Linked DNA regions of Pan troglodytes: region 2 is linked to region 1. The links are chromatin contacts, called in public Hi-C maps. All regions are on one chromosome and are shown on one strand. Each heading gives the region's core, a stretch centred on a gene start, on an enhancer-like site or on the middle of the called end of the contact. The rest is flanking DNA. Distances are from core to core; before and after follow the strand shown.

Region 1 (2,900 bases), core at 282-2,781:
TCACTTAAACAAATAGATAAAGAGCAGGTGTCTTCAGTTCCTTGTCCTCAAACTTAAATGGTGCATTAGCTCTGACTTCATTACTACTGACACAGGATTCCTTAAATCTCTATTCTGTAAACAAATAAACAAACAAAAAATACCCTTTTATCTCTACAGAAAATCCTGTACATGATAAGGATATTTTAAATTCTCTGGTTATTTTCTATACTCATTTTTTAGTTTATATATTTTCTTTGACGTATCCCATTTCAAATTTTCAAGGTTGACACATCATGCCTATAATCTCTAGGGCTTAAAAGTCAATTTCCGTAAAGTACAACACACAGTCCACTTATTTTACAAACCAAGGGCAGTCAAACCAAGCCATGAAAAGTAATTTTTAGGTAGAAATTAGGCTACTATTCTTCATCAATACAGATGAAGCCTCATTATTGCCAAAGATCTTAATTACTATGATGATGATGATTCAGTAATCTAGATTTAATTTTCAAAGGAATTTCAAAAGGAAACTCTCCACATCTCATCCCACAACTATCCAAATGCAGACTCAAGCCTAAGTAGTATATGTCACATAAACACAAAAAAGGTGGGTGGCAGCGAAGGGGTTTGGGGATGTTTATGTGATCTGACTCTCTGTTGGACCAGTTAATTTTGATCCTTCACCTTCCTAAAGCATCCAAACCTTAGGTGCAGATTTAACTTCTCGCCATCCACGCCATCTAGTGGCTTGTATGTGTTACGTTTGGTTTTAAGGATGATTCCTAATGACTCGGGGGCGGGGTACGCGAAAAACAAAAAGGTTGGTCGCGACAATTTTCCTGTGTCTCTCTACCTCAGTAACCCCTCATACGAACACCTTTAACTCTTTTAACTATTTTAAATATGCGCAGTGATGCGCAGAGAGGATGAAGGGGACGCAAACTTTCAGAGACGCACGCCCCTTGACGATGACATTTAGAAAAGGGCTCCACATCCCTGTTATTCGTAAAGGACGGGAAAAGGAGTTGTGTCAAGACCTCGATCGAGGAGAGTCTCTGATTTTTTGGCAAGTTGGACAGATGGCATATCAATCCCTGCAACGTTAACAATCTGGTTTTGAAAATAAATAAAAAGAGAAAGAGGAAATGCACTTAAAAATTCCGCGTCGGGGCTTTGCGGGTCTTGCCTTCCAGTCGCCCCCAGAAGACAACCAATTCCTGCGCATTCCGCTCCGCTCACCCTCCTTCCCAGCTTCTCTCGCTCTCTTTCCCCCTATTTTCCCACGCTCGCCTTGAACCGGGACTCGGGAGGCAGCAGCAAGGCACGGGTCCCCTTTCTCCTCTCCTCCACCAAACCACCGCAGCCCAGCGCGTGAAGCTTCCCTTTGTTCATCCGAGGCTCGCTTTCCTCCCCAGCAGATCCACCTGGATGCTCTCCCTCGGTGACATTTTGCGCCGGGGTTGGTGGGTGGCTGGGGTGGAGCGAGAGGAGCCCGAGGGGGCGGGGGCGGAGAAAGGTCAAGCCGAGGGAAAGGCAGGAGACGCCTTTCCTAACCTGCGTGGCGGGGCGTGCGCGCGGTTATTTATTTATTTTCTCCTTATTTATTGATCGCACTAGCAGAGCAGCGCGGGGAGCCCGGGGAGATGCAGGACCACCCACTGGCGGGGAAGCAGCTAGCAGCCCTCCCGCGCCCCCGCGCTGCCGAGCGCCTTCTGCCTCCGCGCTCGGACGAGAGCCCGTGCCGGCCCCGGCCCCGGCCCCACCGCGCCAACGCCGCCCGCCCGGCCGCCCCGCAGCCCCGCCGCCCCGCAGCCCCGCACCGCGCTGGCCAGGCTCCCGCGACAGTGGCCCCGCAGTAAGTTGGCAGGAGCGAGTCCCCTCCGTTCTCGCCTCCCCCGCACCTTTTGAACTTGTTGCTGCTGCTCTGCTCGCCTGCGCCTGGCTTTTGGAAGGTGAAAAGGAGGAGGGAGGCACGGAGGGATGGGGGAAGGGGAAGAAGAGCTCGCTTGAGCTTTATTTATGCTCTCTCGGCGCATCGGATTCGGCTGCTCGCGAGCTGCTTTCTCTCCTCTTCCCTTTCCGGGTGCACGGCGAGGAGAAAGTCTCTATGCAACTAAGCCCCGGCGCGCACTTGGCCAGGTATGTACCGCGGGCGCGGCGCGTTCTGCGCGGAAGCAGATGCTGCTGCCGCTACGGCGGCGGCGGCTGCCAGCTCCTGAGCTCTGTAACTGTCACACTGCACCTGAGCTGAACTTGAAAAGAGAGTGAAGGGGCGATTGGGCGAACGCTTTTGGCAGACACAGAGGGTGTTTGTAGACGTGGGGGAGGAGGATTTCTATTAACGCCCCCCACCGTAACCACTGCACATCACCTCCATCTCTGCAAATACAGCCCGAGGAGTAGAGGCAGCAGCAGCTGGACCCCCAAAGAGAGACGTGGGGCAGCGGCTGTGACCGCATCTCCTGAGCTACAACAACAGGTCGCCTTTTTGAGACTCCTTTGGCGGGAAGGGCTACTTGGAAAGGAAGGTTTGAAAGAGTGAGAAGGGTAGGTGTAAGGGTTCCCTAATTCGTCGAAAGAATTCTATTGGGTGACTCTCATTCGTCTTCTCTATCCTACACTCCACGTACTGACCCCATATTATCCAGACTGTGCCGGGGAGAAATCAAAAACACCTGTTTGAAGAAACGGCTGCACCTGTGTGCTTATTTGTGCCAGAGGGTGGCCTAGCCCACCTGCAGGAAGAGATTTGGCTGGGTTCTGTTGAGGGTGATTGTTAGGACGTTGTATTTTGTTGCCATTATTCCAAATACCTGTCTTGGAGGGAAACTTGCCCTTCTGAGAACTGTGACTTTACCAGGAGCCCTATCTTGGAATAAGAGTTACACCTCTGGACCACGTTTCTCACTAGTACTTTG
Region 2 (2,900 bases), core at 103-2,602, 280 kb after region 1:
TAGAAATTAGCTATTTTCTATTGAGGACATAGATGAAATATGTAGAAAAATTAAATGTGAGGTGAAAGCAAGAGAAAACAGAAAGGTGAAGAGAGTCATTTTCTCTAAGCCTAATAACACATTCCTGCCCAGACTTCAGTCTTTGCACACTCAGTGTTTGTGTGTTGATTAACACTGTTGTAGTTTCATCTGTTATTACTTAACTGACATGTTGCTGCAAATTATAGCTAGAGCACAGTAGTGGGTTACAGATACAAGTAACATTTAAAATAATTTCTTTCCTTTATACCTTGAGGAATTGTGAACTCAACAGCAGGTTTTCCCTTTACTCTAAAAGCATCCATCCTGCTAACTGAGTAAAATAGCTGTTTTTCAGTTCATGCTGAGTTTTAAATGTAATGTATTATAAGGTGTTTATTCTCTCACCGATTAGATCCCATTAGCATTAATGGAAGTTGCCTGAACAAGTGCTCCATGAAGTAATGAAAATGTCATCTTAGTATGCTTTTTTGTGTAATGCTTTATTTCAGAGAAAATTCTTTTCTTAACCTCAGCTATTGTAGGTGCCACATCATTTGTTGTACTGTCAGATTTTTTAATAGTATTAACAAAATGAAATAGAAATAGTCATAAGAGCATAAAGATAAAGGAGAGTTGGGAAGAATAGATCAAAGCATGGATAATTTAGCAATCTCTTCCAAGTGCAGAGCCAATCTCACATGTAGCTGGAGTTAGAAGCTGCCTCTATAGAGGGATTTTAGGTTCGTTCAGCACTCATCATCTCACCACCCTGCCACCCCCACTCCACGCCATAACCAATAATTACAGGTTCTGCTTGCTCTAGTGCCTTTTTTTTTGGTTTTAAAACTGGAGTTAATTTTCTCTTCTTTTTTAAGGTTTGAATATCCCTAGAAGGACAGTGTATTTTCAAGATAGCTTAGTGAGGCATGCAGTGAATAGAATTATTATTTCTATTTTACCAATGGGGGAAAAAATGAGGTAGCACAACATTCAGCGGTAAGTCAGAAATTGACCAGAGATTGTTATCTCTTAGCCCAGTGATCAGAATAAAATGGTTAGAATTGCCCATCACCCCATTTCATATTTTGCTTTAAATAAAGAGACCCACAAGAAGTGGTCAAAGGAAAGATGCAGAATTAATCATGTTCAGTTGGCCAAATATCATTGCAGGCTGATATACCTGCAAATTTTTCTAAATAGTGCTTGACGTTATTTGATTCCATTTTATGTGAAGAAACAGGAAATGGTTTTACAAGCCAGCACTTTGTAGTCAACCACAGAAGGCTCAGGCTGTTTGTATTCACACATGCTCTTCTAGGTCTCCAGGGAGTCATTTCAGGATAAAACATGCCTTCATAGCTCCCTGCCTCTAGAGCAAGAACAGTTTGCCTTTATGTTTGTGGATCCTATCAGTTTGAGAGAGAACAAATTCTGAGGGAAGAGGCAAAGTAATATGTCACTTTCATATGGACTTTCCCAAATAAGCACATGAATGGAGTTGGAAAAGCAAGCCGGAAATAGCACTTCTCAAATGGAAATACCTCATTTTAAATGATCAAATTGGGGTGTTAGGATCAGCAGTGTACATTCTCCAAAGAGAAGATTGTGTTATGTTGAAAGTCCACAATGAAAGAGAAGTAAAGAATAAAGAGAATTTGCAACTATTTATTGTAGAGAACCAACCAATTGGCATTAAAGTTCAATATAGCCTCATGGCTTTCTTTTTCTATTCATTTAGAATTTTAAATAAACGTGCAGAGCTCTTTCTTTTTATACCATTTTCAAGAGAGATTCTCTGGGGAATAAAGGGAATAGAATAGTTACTTGAAAATATTTGAACAATTTAAGAAAAAAATGATTCCCACCATTTTAAGCATATAAAAATTCTCTACTTAAATAAAGTGCTATACAATTATAAGCCATTTCTTTCTATTAAAAGTAGTTTCCTAAGAACCCCTCATAGTGAGCAGCTCAACATATGGATATATAATTCACAAGTTTTCTTTGTTTGTTCATATTTGTTCAGTCATTGGTAAATAGTTATTGTGTACCTTCCTTGTGCCAGACAGTATCCTAGGTATTGGAGATATAATTTTGAATCATTCAAAGTGAGTGGAGAAAATTTGAGATTGCATTTCCACCTGGTAGCGACATTGTACCTCGGAGTCAGGGTTTTTCATGAAATGGAAATCATCACATTTTCTCAGTGCAGAGAAAGATATACTATTGCATTTGTTTTATTCCAACTTAGCTTTCATACTTAAAAAAAATTGTCACAAAATACTGTTGTAAAAGTCAAATGATTCCTTAATAGGTAAACCATGAGAGGTTCGGATTTATAGCATTCTTAACTTTCCTGCTATCAAACTGTGCCTATTTTTAAAAGTATAGCAATGTATGATAGCCACAGCCTGTAACCTGTGTATCTAGTCATTCATCCATCTAATATTCATGGGATGTTCATTTTGTGCCAGCCACTTGCTGTGCTCAGGAACTCAAGAAATGAAGATGAATGAGACAAAAGCCTTTGCCTCTAGTAGCCTCTGGAGTTATAGCACTTTCTGGAGGTCATCAGAAAAACCAGGAGACAGAATGCTAGTGCTTGTTGTTGCAATGCATTTCTCTTCTACCCTCAGGCATCAAGGCATCCCAGTTTGACAAAGAATACAGGAAACCTAATGGGAAATCAAATGAATATATCTGAGAAAATAGATTGCAATAAATGTCTTCCCCCAAGAGAAACAAAAGTATCTTATAAGAATATGCAAATCCTAGTATGAAGTTTTCCTTATAATCCCATCATAGTGAGACCCAAATATATTAAAATTTCAATCATATTGTACCACAAGAATTTACAAAAGTTACTTTCTATTGGATTA

Evidence for each region. Hi-C and Micro-C count contacts between places; a contact is called where the count stands out from the background.
Region 2: a contact with region 1 is called in a Hi-C map of induced pluripotent stem cells, with 2.9 times the contacts expected there. The contact joins the enhancer-like site here to the promoter of KCND2 in region 1. A contact is called at or near these places in 2 of 7 Hi-C or Micro-C datasets (both in induced pluripotent stem cells) and 1 of 1 datasets of contacts at active chromatin or transcription factors (stem cell-derived excitatory neurons).

What each region holds. Positions count from the first base shown.
Region 1 is chr6:135,685,226-135,688,125 of NHGRI_mPanTro3-v2.0_pri, forward strand. It overlaps KCND2 (potassium voltage-gated channel subfamily D member 2), which reads left to right and starts at 1,532. Exons shown (of 6, transcript XM_001141749.4): 1 at 1,532-2,900.
Region 2 is chr6:135,962,534-135,965,433 of NHGRI_mPanTro3-v2.0_pri, forward strand. All of the region lies in intron 1 of KCND2 (potassium voltage-gated channel subfamily D member 2), which reads left to right. Among named protein-coding and RNA genes, the nearest start is that of KCND2, 280 kb to the left of the region's middle. Within about 2 kb of position 1,353, at least 3 of the 24 cell types and tissues checked have an H3K27ac peak or open chromatin away from gene starts, as enhancers often do. A contact at or near this core is called in induced pluripotent stem cells, where this site is marked.